2 separate regions of the Columba livia genome follow, and region 1 is linked to region 2. Evidence: chromatin contacts called from public Hi-C data. All regions are on one chromosome and are shown on one strand. Each heading gives the region's core, a stretch centred on a gene start, on an enhancer-like site or on the middle of the called end of the contact. The rest is flanking DNA. Distances are from core to core; before and after follow the strand shown.

Region 1 (4,780 bases), core at 158-2,657, 34 kb before region 2:
AATGAAGATGGGGAGCTATGCTTAGGCTTTGCATAAAGAGTCTGTGCAATGTGGTGGTGTCCTGGCTGTGGGACAGGGCTCCTTGTGGGGCATGGGGACAGTGTTGTGTGGGACCAGGAGAACAGGAGATGCAGGTTGTGGCTGCTGTGCAGTGTGGGAAAAACTAAATAATCTCTAGACTGCCTCCTGGCTCAGCACCAAAGCAAGTCAGCTCTTCTCTTCCAAATTATAGGTTTAACACACAGATAAATTTGCCTTCCCAAGGAACCTGTGGGAGTTCCCAAAGGCTGACATTAATCCCATTCTCCTTCCTGCCCCACAGACAGCCATGCCTTCAAGAAAATGGAATTCCAGCCTCCAGAAGCAAAGAAGTTCTTTAGCACTGTGCGGAAAGAGATGGCTCTCCTGGCCACCTCCCTGCCCGATGGCATCATGGTTAAAACCTTTGAGGATCGAATGGCAAGTGTCGCTCTCAGACGCCTGTGTGGTAGTGCTGGGCTCAGCATCCAGATTGCTTGTTTTGGAATTCCCTACTTAGCCTTAATCCTTTGCATTAGAGCCGTGGGAATGCGTGCGGAATGTGAAATATGGCTGTAATTACCGTAAACGGCTGGTTTCGCATTCCCCAAGCCACAGTGACAAACAATGGTGAGCTCCTCATTGCGGAAAGCCTATTTCGGGTGCTTTGCTCGCCGTGCTGCCTGTCCCACCGAGCAGGAAAGGCAGACAGCCTGCAAGGGGCTGGTGTAAGCAGAGAGCGGCTTGGGGGGATTGCTGGCTGTCTGCTGAAGCCCTCCTTCAGCCTGTGGAATCAAAGATTGGAAGGCTTGGAATGCCACCACGCCACAGAAAAAGTGCAACTTCTTGCTTTAACTCTTGCAAGGGCTGAGTTAATCGCATCCCCTCTCTCCCTCTATGTAAATACAACCCTGACAAGGTAAGAGGACATTTCACAGTCCTGGCTTCTGTTGCCTCTCTCCACAGGACCTCTTCTCAGCACTTATAAAAGGCCCCACACGCACACCCTATGAAGATGGCCTCTTCCTCTTCGATATCCAGCTTCCCAACATCTACCCCGCTGTCCCACCTCTCTTCCGCTACCTCTCCCAGTGCAGCGGGAGACTGAATCCCAACCTGTACGACAATGGCAAAGTGTGTGTCAGCCTCCTGGGGACATGGATAGGCAAGGTAACGCTTCATTCCCTTGTCTGTGGGAAGCGGTGGTTGTGCCAGGCTGATTTTGGAACAAGCCGCTTCCTACCAGGCTGAGAGCCCTGGGTGGCTTCTGGTCTCAGGTGGTGATTGGGCTGGGGTTAGCTCTGGGTTTGGTTTGGATGTATCTGGTGCAGTTTGGCTTCTTCTGGGACTGTATTTGTCTCTTGTCTGTCCTTCCTTGACAAGAAGCCTCTGGTCAGCCAAGCCAGGCTGTGTCTTGGTTGAACAGTGCAGAGATGCCAACACCAGCATAGGTTTTCTCCTGTGGTTTGGGTCCCTGTCTCCCACACTACAGCCAAATCATGTACTGTGGCACAAAGTTCAGCTGGAGACTTTAAATGAAACAGAGCCAGGGATATGCTGTGTTTGGGCAGCTGGGGAGGGGCTGGAACTGGTGTCTGGTGTGTGGGGTTACAGTGTTTCAGGCAGAACTGGCCTGATGGGGTGTGGTGCTGCCGAAAAGTCATGGGGAGATGGAATGGTACAATGGACACTAGCACATCATGTGCTTGTTGAGTCAGTCCCTTGCTCCTGGTGCGAGCCACAGTGACAGGAATGCAGAAAAGCTGGGGCCTCACTTCATCTGACAGTTACCACAGAGCAATTTGTTTGTGCTTCAACCCTTTAACTAACATGTTTGCATGTGCATTTCAGGGGACAGAAAGGTGGACCAGTAAATCCAGCCTCCTGCAAGTACTCATCTCCATCCAAGGTAAATGCTCCTGCAGAGCCTGTGGGACAGGAAAAGGCAGGTGGAGGATGAGATGCAGGCTTATGAGCAGGGACGCAATTGGGATCTGCCACCCCAGTGGGTTAGTGCTGCCTTTTGCTGTCACCTTGCTGGACAAAGCAGTGTCCTTATCTCTCCAGTTCTTCAGTTGGAGCAGGTGCAAGATTTTCTCATGCCCTGATTTTTGGCTGCATCCCAGGTCTCTGACACAATGCTTTCCCCCTTCTCACTGTGGCAGCGAAGCACAGAGCTGTTTTACTTGTTATTCTGAGCTGACAAAGGTGAACCACTGTGTCCTGAGCCAGTTACTGAAGGCACTTGAAGTTGCTGAACCAGGCTTCAGTCGCAGGACTGCTTTTTATCCTCGCTGAGTCACCCGCCCATCCTTCACTGGGCATGTTTTTGTACATGATCGTGTTTATGCTCCTTCTGAAGCAGAGAATAATCAGGGGTGTGTCTAGACCAGCCACAGGGCTTCCTGCCATAGGGCTTCCCCTGCCATATCTAGTTTGAGCGCAGACTAAATCAAATCTCTTCCTCAAGGCCAACTTTCTATGCAGGGAGCCCAGACATGTGACTTGCGAAACCTTTGACACAGAGCAAAGGCTCCTGCCTTTGTCAGCAGGCGACTCCTGCTTCCCTCAACCCACAGTCCACCCGTATCCTCCAGTGAGGGAACGACAGGACAAGGAAAGCCTTTTCTGATTTACAAAGCTGAGGATCCAAATTTAGAAAACGAAATACTAAATGTTTTACTGGAACAACATGGTGCTACTGAAAAATCTGCTTTTCCCTCTCTGCTGCCTGGGCTTTGAGGGACTCATGATCTCACCTCCAGCAGCTCTAATGCAGTTGGTGGCAGGCTGCCAGCAGCCTAGCAGCGCTGGTGCCACCACCACATACGTGTAATTACATTAGACCAGGGGCACGCAGGAGAAAGCTCGGCATGGGTGACTTGTCACAGCATTCACTGTCTCAGAAATGCACTGTCTGATGGGACTGTGCTGGGTAGGACAGGACCCAGCCAGCTCAGAGCCTGTTAATGAAGATTGGCCTTTGTCCTGAGTAAGAGGAGGAAGAAAAAAAGCTTTGGGTGTGTTTGCATTTGTGGTTTTTTTGTTAGGAGGGGAGGGAAGGGAGAGGAGCTGCGAAACTCTTCCCCTCCTGCTCTTTTGACCTCCTCTGCTGTGTTTGCCCTCTGCATCACGCTGCTCAAGATTATTCTTGCCAGCCAAGGATCTTGAATGCCGCTCTCGGGTGCATCCGAGATCCCTGCTCCCTAGCAGAAGGCCGCAGACCCATTCACACGGCTGCTCCCTGTGCAATACCTGTCCGGTGGGTCTGGCTGGTTCCTGGTTGTTCAGCCTGGCCTCTGCTCAAAGCCAAAGCATGGCTTCCCTGCAGTGCCTTCTCCTGCTTGCTATCTGTGGGTGAAGGTGTGATGGCTCAGCAGGGAGGTGCTGTGACCCTCAAATCCCAACCACCTTGGCAGACATCAGGGCCCAGCCATGTCTGCCTCGGGTGGCAATTCACAGTAAAGTTTCTCCCTTAACCCCTTGGTCTCCCCTTCTCTTGGCAGGTCTCATCCTAGTGAACGAGCCCTACTACAACGAGGCAGGCTTTGACAGCGACCGGGGGCTCCAGGAGGGCTATGAGAACAGTCGCTGCTACAACGAGATGACGCTGATCCGCGTGGTGCAGTCCATGATGCAGCTGCTCCGCAGGCCGGTCGAAGTCTTTGAGCACGAAATCCGTGAGCATTTTCGCTGCAACGGCTGGCGCCTGGTGTCACGCATCGAGTCCTGGCTGGAGACAAACGAGCTGGTAGAGCGGAGCCACGAACAGGCCAACGGGGCAGATTCCGCCTCCCTCCTGTCTGTCTGCAGCACCCTGGCCGAGAGCCCCGGAGACAATGCGGGATCGCTGGGGGAGGACGGCAGCAGCCTGGAGCAGGGGGCGGCCGCCGAGCTTTCCGACTCAGCGCTGGACGGGAAGGAGGAGCTGGACGAGTCGGAGTTCACAACCTCGATGCTCAGCGCTGCTGATCTCCAACAGTACTCAGACTCGGAGAGCACAGGCCAAGCCAGGGGGATAGACCTGGCCAGAGACCGAACGGACGAGGGGAAGGCTGCCCAGGACTTTGCCTCGCAGCCTAGTGTGAAACCAAAGAAACGGAGAAAGAGCTACAGGAGTTTCCTTCCGGAGAAGAGTGGTTACCCTGATATTGGGTTCCCCCTCTTCCCTTTGTCCAAGGGGTTCATTAAAAGCATCCGCGGTGTCTTGCAGCAGTACCGGGCTGCCTTAGCAGGAGCCAACATCCCAGAGTGGACAGAAGACAAATAAACCATCAGGTTAGGGACAGGCAGGTGCAGAGGAGAAAGGAAAGCAGCAGAAAACAAATCAGCAACCACTGTTACCAGTAAACTGACTTCTCCTTCCAGCTTTTCTTCCTCAGCATGGTTTGTTCCAAAGAAGGTGATAGGCCTGATTGCTCCTCTGAGGAAAGGTTGTCTAAGCATGAATAACTCTTTGCCCCCAGCCCTTCTTCCTCTCCCCTGTCCCATGTACATGCTCCTCTTGCGAGTTTGACCCTGCAATGGTAAGATTTGAGACCTGCACAGAAGCAGTCTTGCAGCCACGTTCCCTCTGCACTTTCATCTTGGGGCACCTTTTCACACAAGGACTCTTCCCAACCCAGCAGTTGGTTCTGGTGGGGCTCAAGCCAGGAGAAGCGATTGCTGTAGTTCTGGAAGTGAAGGGCAGTGCCCTCCCGGTCTTTCATTTTTCTCTGCATTACCATGGGTTTTATGAAGTCTGCCCCAGCTTATATGTACT
Region 2 (5,065 bases), core at 912-3,411:
CTAAAGGAGGGTCCTACCTTGGGTCTTAGCTGCTAGAGGATCTTACACGCCCTTGTGCTTAGCAAGACATTTCCCAGGTTTAAAAGCAATGGCCTGCTTTCTAAGTGTCTGCCTTGCAAACTTTTACAGGATCCTCTTCTTCCAGCCCTCCCCTGCCACAAACAGCTTACAGCTGCCCTAGCAAGGACTTGTCTTCTTGCCTTAAAGAGCACGGATTCAGGGCTGTGCTGGGGAGCGTGCCTCTTGCAGCTTGCTGTCGTCTTTAAACGTAGGAGGTGTCTGTTTTGAGATGCTGGGCTAAAACACAAGGATACTGGCTAATGGGGTTCACTGGCTAAGAGTCATTGACTGTTTCGAGACATCAATTATTGTGTTTGCAAGAGACTAGAACCAGAGAGCTGATATGGGTGAGAGGAAGGGCTAGAAACGGTGTTTGCTTGGCATGAGGATTTATGGTAGTGCTGCGGCTCTTGCAGCCAGAACGGGCCACACGGTGTGAAAGCTGCTCTGGTGATGGTCGGGTTGGTGTTGGGTTCGTGCCAGTGTGAGCTCACCCCCCTTTGGGGTTAGCTGTAAATCGGGTTGCTTGCTACAAGGTCTGAAGTGCTTTGCTGCACAGCACGTCACTGTGCTTTCAGCGGAGTTATCCTGTGTTATCACGGTAAGCCTGATGTTTGGAAACAAAACTGACTGTCCTTTCAATCCCCTTCAGAAACAAGAGTTGAAATAAAAGAATCTGTCCGGGGACAGGATATCTTCATTATACAGACAATCCCCAGGTAAGGAACGGTTTTACAGCTGTGATATGCTTTGAATTTCTGGTTCACAGATGGTTCGATAGGTTTTCTCACCATTAGCCAAGCTAGTAGAAGGGAGCCTGTACACAAATGATAACTGCAAAGTGACCAGCTATGAACAGGAGAGATGCTGTTTTCAGAGATGAGGTATTGATAGAACGTCTTTTGCACAGTTAGCAAAACAAGGATATTCCTGCTCTGGTGCCTTTTTCAGGTGACCAAATTCTGCTCAGATTTTGGTGGTCACAAAAACTAGTAAGTACCAGAGCTCAGGCAGACAGCAGAATACCCTGGAAAGACATTTTTTTTCTTGCTGAAGAAATAGAGCCCGGTGAGAATTGAAGTTTATTCCCTATTTGTAATGCTTGGCCTCTTGTTAAAGAAATCAGTCGGACCACAAGATCAGGTTGCTCACCTCTGGGGTTCCTCTTGCAGGCTGAGACATTTTCCTAGAGCTCATCTCTCTCCAGAGAGATGCTCCAAGTGTTTCCTCCCTCGGGGAGCAAGCAAATCACTGCAAGATGGAGACCCACTGAATCAGGTTTATGTTTTGTGTGAATAGTGCCATGGTGTTGTGTGTTGTGAGAGAGCTCTCTGAAATCATTTGTAACTGAGAGCCGTGTAAGCAAGAAACAGAGAAGGTATTCAGAGTGATAACTTGCAGTATTAGGGACAGCAATAGTTTTGGGAGGAGAAAACCTCCCCTGGTTTTAATTTGTTGATCCCCTTGTTTTTTCGTAAGCTGAATTCAGTGATATGGGCTAAGAAATGGGTCGTTTTTAGCCAAAATGTTCAGGATCCTCCAGGCGAGGAGCCACTGTTGTGCAGCTAAGTAATCTTTTATTCTTAAGCTGCAGCTGTGCCTTGCTGCATTGCTCCAGAGGACAGGTTCAAGGGCATCTCCGTTTTGCTGTGGGTTTCAGGGAGCTTTGCAGGAGAATAAAAACAACAACTGTGTTGATTAATCTGAGGACTGGACTTCTGTGCTCGGTAGCAGTTTGAAAAGGAAACAAAATATTAGGACTTGGTAGGAAAGGAGTAGAGAGCTAAACAACCTTGTCACGCTGCAGTGTGAATCTCAGCCTGCATCCTAAATGCACAGAGAGAGAACAGAAAGACCTGAGTATTTGATATTTGATAGAAGCTCCCTGTCCAAAAAACCTACAGCACAACTAAACCAGTGACAAAGACAAGTATCATCCAGGACTGTTGGTGTGTGGACAAGCATTCATATGAGTGAAAACCAAATGGCTCATGTTTAGACTGTAGAAAATCAAAGTAGTTTTTCTCCTCCAGTAACTTCTCCATCAGCGTAGCTGCCAGCATCCCACAGCAGCACCAGGACTGCTGGTGCCCTTTGAAATCAGTGGTAACACTTTCTCCCAGGAGCAGTCTGGTTCTCTATCTGTTTTCCATGTGAAAAAATATATATGCATGCATTTTTTTTAATGTAATTTGAAAAATAGTGATGGAAAATATTGAATTTCTTGGATGACCTTTAAATAGGCTTAAACTTGGCCACTTTGTTTTTACACAACACTGATAGCAGTATCTTTTTCCTCTCTCCGGCCCCACTGGCACAGCTAAAACACCAAAGGGAAGAAGTGGCTCTTTGTCTGCTCGTTGTCCTACGTGGCAGGGGCTTTGTTTTATGTAATTCTTGGCTTGGTGCTTCGGAGCTAACAAAGCTTTCTTGTGTGCAAACAACATTGTGCGTGAGGGCTGGGGGCAGCGGGAGAGCAGAGACCCGGGGCACTCACAGCTGAAGAGACACAAATGGAGGTTGATTTCTGAAGGGAGGGGACTGGTGGAGAAATGGGGATGGTTAGAGGTTTGTCACGGGTCACACACAAACGGAGGCTCGGGAAACGGTATCTGAGCTCTGCGGGAAGCCTTCCCCAGTGGTCAGGAGGAAAACGGGTCCTCGAGCGTCTTTCAGCTGCTCTGTGCTGTTTATTCCTTTGCTGCTTGGGGAAAGATGCCCCCGTCAGCCCTGCTCCGTCACCTCCGGGGCTGAGCCACCCCCGTGTGACCCTCCTGGGGACCACGCTGGGGACGTGGAGTGCCCAAGCAAGGGCATCTGTGCTGTGGGAGGGTTCTCTGTCCCTCTGTCTCATCTGAAGTGGATGTTCTTCAGTTCCCAAATGGTCTCGAGTCAGTCTGTGAGGATGCAGACAGTGTCTCTTGGTTTTGAGGAGCTAAAAGGGCTTGGTTTTTTTCCACAATGAATTCAGGTACAGATTAACACGCTCCTGCAGGGCCACTTCAGCCATGATTGTCAAGCTAACTGAAAATGGGGTTTTATGTGTATTCCTTGCTGTGGTCTGTAGATATGTTCTGCCAACATTGCTTGTTTTTATTTTTCTTGCAAGTAAAAGTCATTTAGCATTTACTATGCTGTTGTTCCATCTCTAGATAGATAGTTCCATCTAGATAGCTAGCTAGCTAGTGTGGAGATGCTGACCTCCATCAAAATGATGTGTCTGGAGTTTGTACTGCTCCAGAATGCAGTATTTCTTAAGGCAGGAAAAATAACCTGCCTTACATTGTTAAGAATAAAAATACCCCAATAAATCCAGTGTGGGTGAAGTTGCATTGGCTGCATGTGTGCTGCTTCTTTAAAAGACTATTTTATTTCAAAATGCGCTGCATGAAGTGACATTTGTTCCAACATAACTGAAAAAACGCCCTTTTTGTTATGATGATGAAGGGAAATCATCGTACACCTTAATGTTAGAATACAAAATCAAATTCCAGTCCGCAGCTCTCGAGTGCTGGAGTCGTGTCCCATGCATGTAACAGCTGATTGTGATGTGCTGTGGCTTGATGGAAAAGCTTTAAGATCACGATCTGGGTCTTGCATACATTAGGATAAGATGTAGCACTGTTTGCCTGGAAGTCTGAGGAGAGGTATTGGCTTAAAAGGAAAAGAAGTTGCATTGGGAAAACACCCACTAATTATGAAATGGTTTTCAAATCTCCCAGGGATGTGAACACAGCTGTCATGGAGCTGCTGATAATGGCGTACGCACTGAAGACATCCTGTGCCAAGAACATCATCGGGGTCATCCCGTACTTCCCCTACAGCAAACAGAGCAAGATGCGCAAGAGGGGCTCCATAGTCTGCAAGCTGCTGGCATCGATGCTGGCCAAGGCTGGTGAGTGTCACTGGGACGCTGCTGGGCATCCCAGAGGGCGTCTGTCCCTCCGTCCTTCTCCTGCTTGATGTGGGGACGTGCTGCCAAGCCCTTGAGCTGCTTTGGTGAATCCATTTTCTTCAACTTCATTTTATTTCTTTGTAACTCGCACCTGGGGAAGTGGCCTAGAAGTGTCATGTTGAAATACAGTGTCAGCCTAGCGCTGGAACTTACCGCGTGCCTGTTTCTCATTATGTCTGTGGAACTTTTTACGTTAACCTGTTTGTGCTTGTTTTGTCACATGGCATAATAGTCTGAGTAATAGCTAAAATAGATGTTTGAGGAACTCCAGCCACGTGGGAGTCATCTCAATGAATTGCTATCTTTTTTTTTTCATAGGTTTAACACATATTATCACTATGGACCTTCATCAAAAGGAAATTCAAGGTTTCTTCAGCTTCCCAGTAGACAACCTGAGAGCATCCCCTTTCTTGCTTCAGTATATACAGGAAGAAGTGAGGTTACTCTAGTTCTATATATATCACCTTGTCTTAACTTGTCTTTATGTGATAGCAGCATTGGGCCTCTGCTCATGCAGAGGTTGTGCTGCCAGGCCAGTTGTTCTGTTCATGAATTCTTTCTTAGTGGGTAGCTATTGTATGTTCCTCAGGAAAGTGGGAAAATGTTATATTATATTGCACGACTGAACTCTTGACCATAAGCAGAAGATGAGCTTGCTCTCTAGAGTCAGTGCCATTTGAGAGATGCTCTTTATGCTTCTGCCTCTGATCACCTTTTAAATCCTGTTAAAATCCTCTTAAACTGTCTCCCCTCGCCTTTTGTTCTGCGGTGCATGTCTGACTGCTCTGAATTATTGATATAGACTTTGTCTTGGGCTGAGTGTAGGAATGCTGAGCACAGCGGGACTGGGGGCAGGGCATGGAGGTTTTATTTTCCATGTGCAAAAGATGATGATTTGTGTCCACGTGGTGAGAACAAGGCTTCCCTGTACCGGAGAGCGGGCATTGGGTTTGGACCTTCCCCTGCAGACAGAAGTTACTGCAGCTGGTCCAATTGCCCCTCTAGTTTTTTACCACAGAATGAAGATGTGGGGCCAGGGAAAGGGAGTGG

What was found. Hi-C and Micro-C count contacts between places; a contact is called where the count stands out from the background.
Region 1: a Hi-C map of crop shows a contact between it and region 2, with 3 times the contacts expected there. The contact joins two enhancer-like sites. A contact is called at or near these places in 2 of 2 Hi-C or Micro-C datasets (crop and liver).

Annotation. Positions count from the first base shown.
Region 1 is chr18:6,111,063-6,115,842 of bColLiv1.pat.W.v2, reverse strand. It overlaps UBE2O (ubiquitin conjugating enzyme E2 O), which reads left to right. Exons shown (of 18, transcript XM_065034642.1): 15 at 323-459; 16 at 985-1,188; 17 at 1,870-1,927; 18 at 3,525-4,780. The coding sequence ends at 4,288. Among named protein-coding and RNA genes, the nearest start is that of SPHK1, 16 kb to the right of the region's middle. Within about 2 kb of position 1,407, at least 1 of the 3 cell types and tissues checked has an H3K27ac peak away from gene starts, as active enhancers do.
Region 2 is chr18:6,077,892-6,082,956 of bColLiv1.pat.W.v2, reverse strand. PRPSAP1 (phosphoribosyl pyrophosphate synthetase associated protein 1) reads left to right here. Exons shown (of 11, transcript XM_065034656.1): 4 at 713-779; 5 at 3,783-3,955; 6 at 4,334-4,449. Among named protein-coding and RNA genes, the nearest start is that of PRPSAP1, 9.8 kb to the left of the region's middle. Within about 2 kb of position 2,161, at least 1 of the 3 cell types and tissues checked has an H3K27ac peak away from gene starts, as active enhancers do.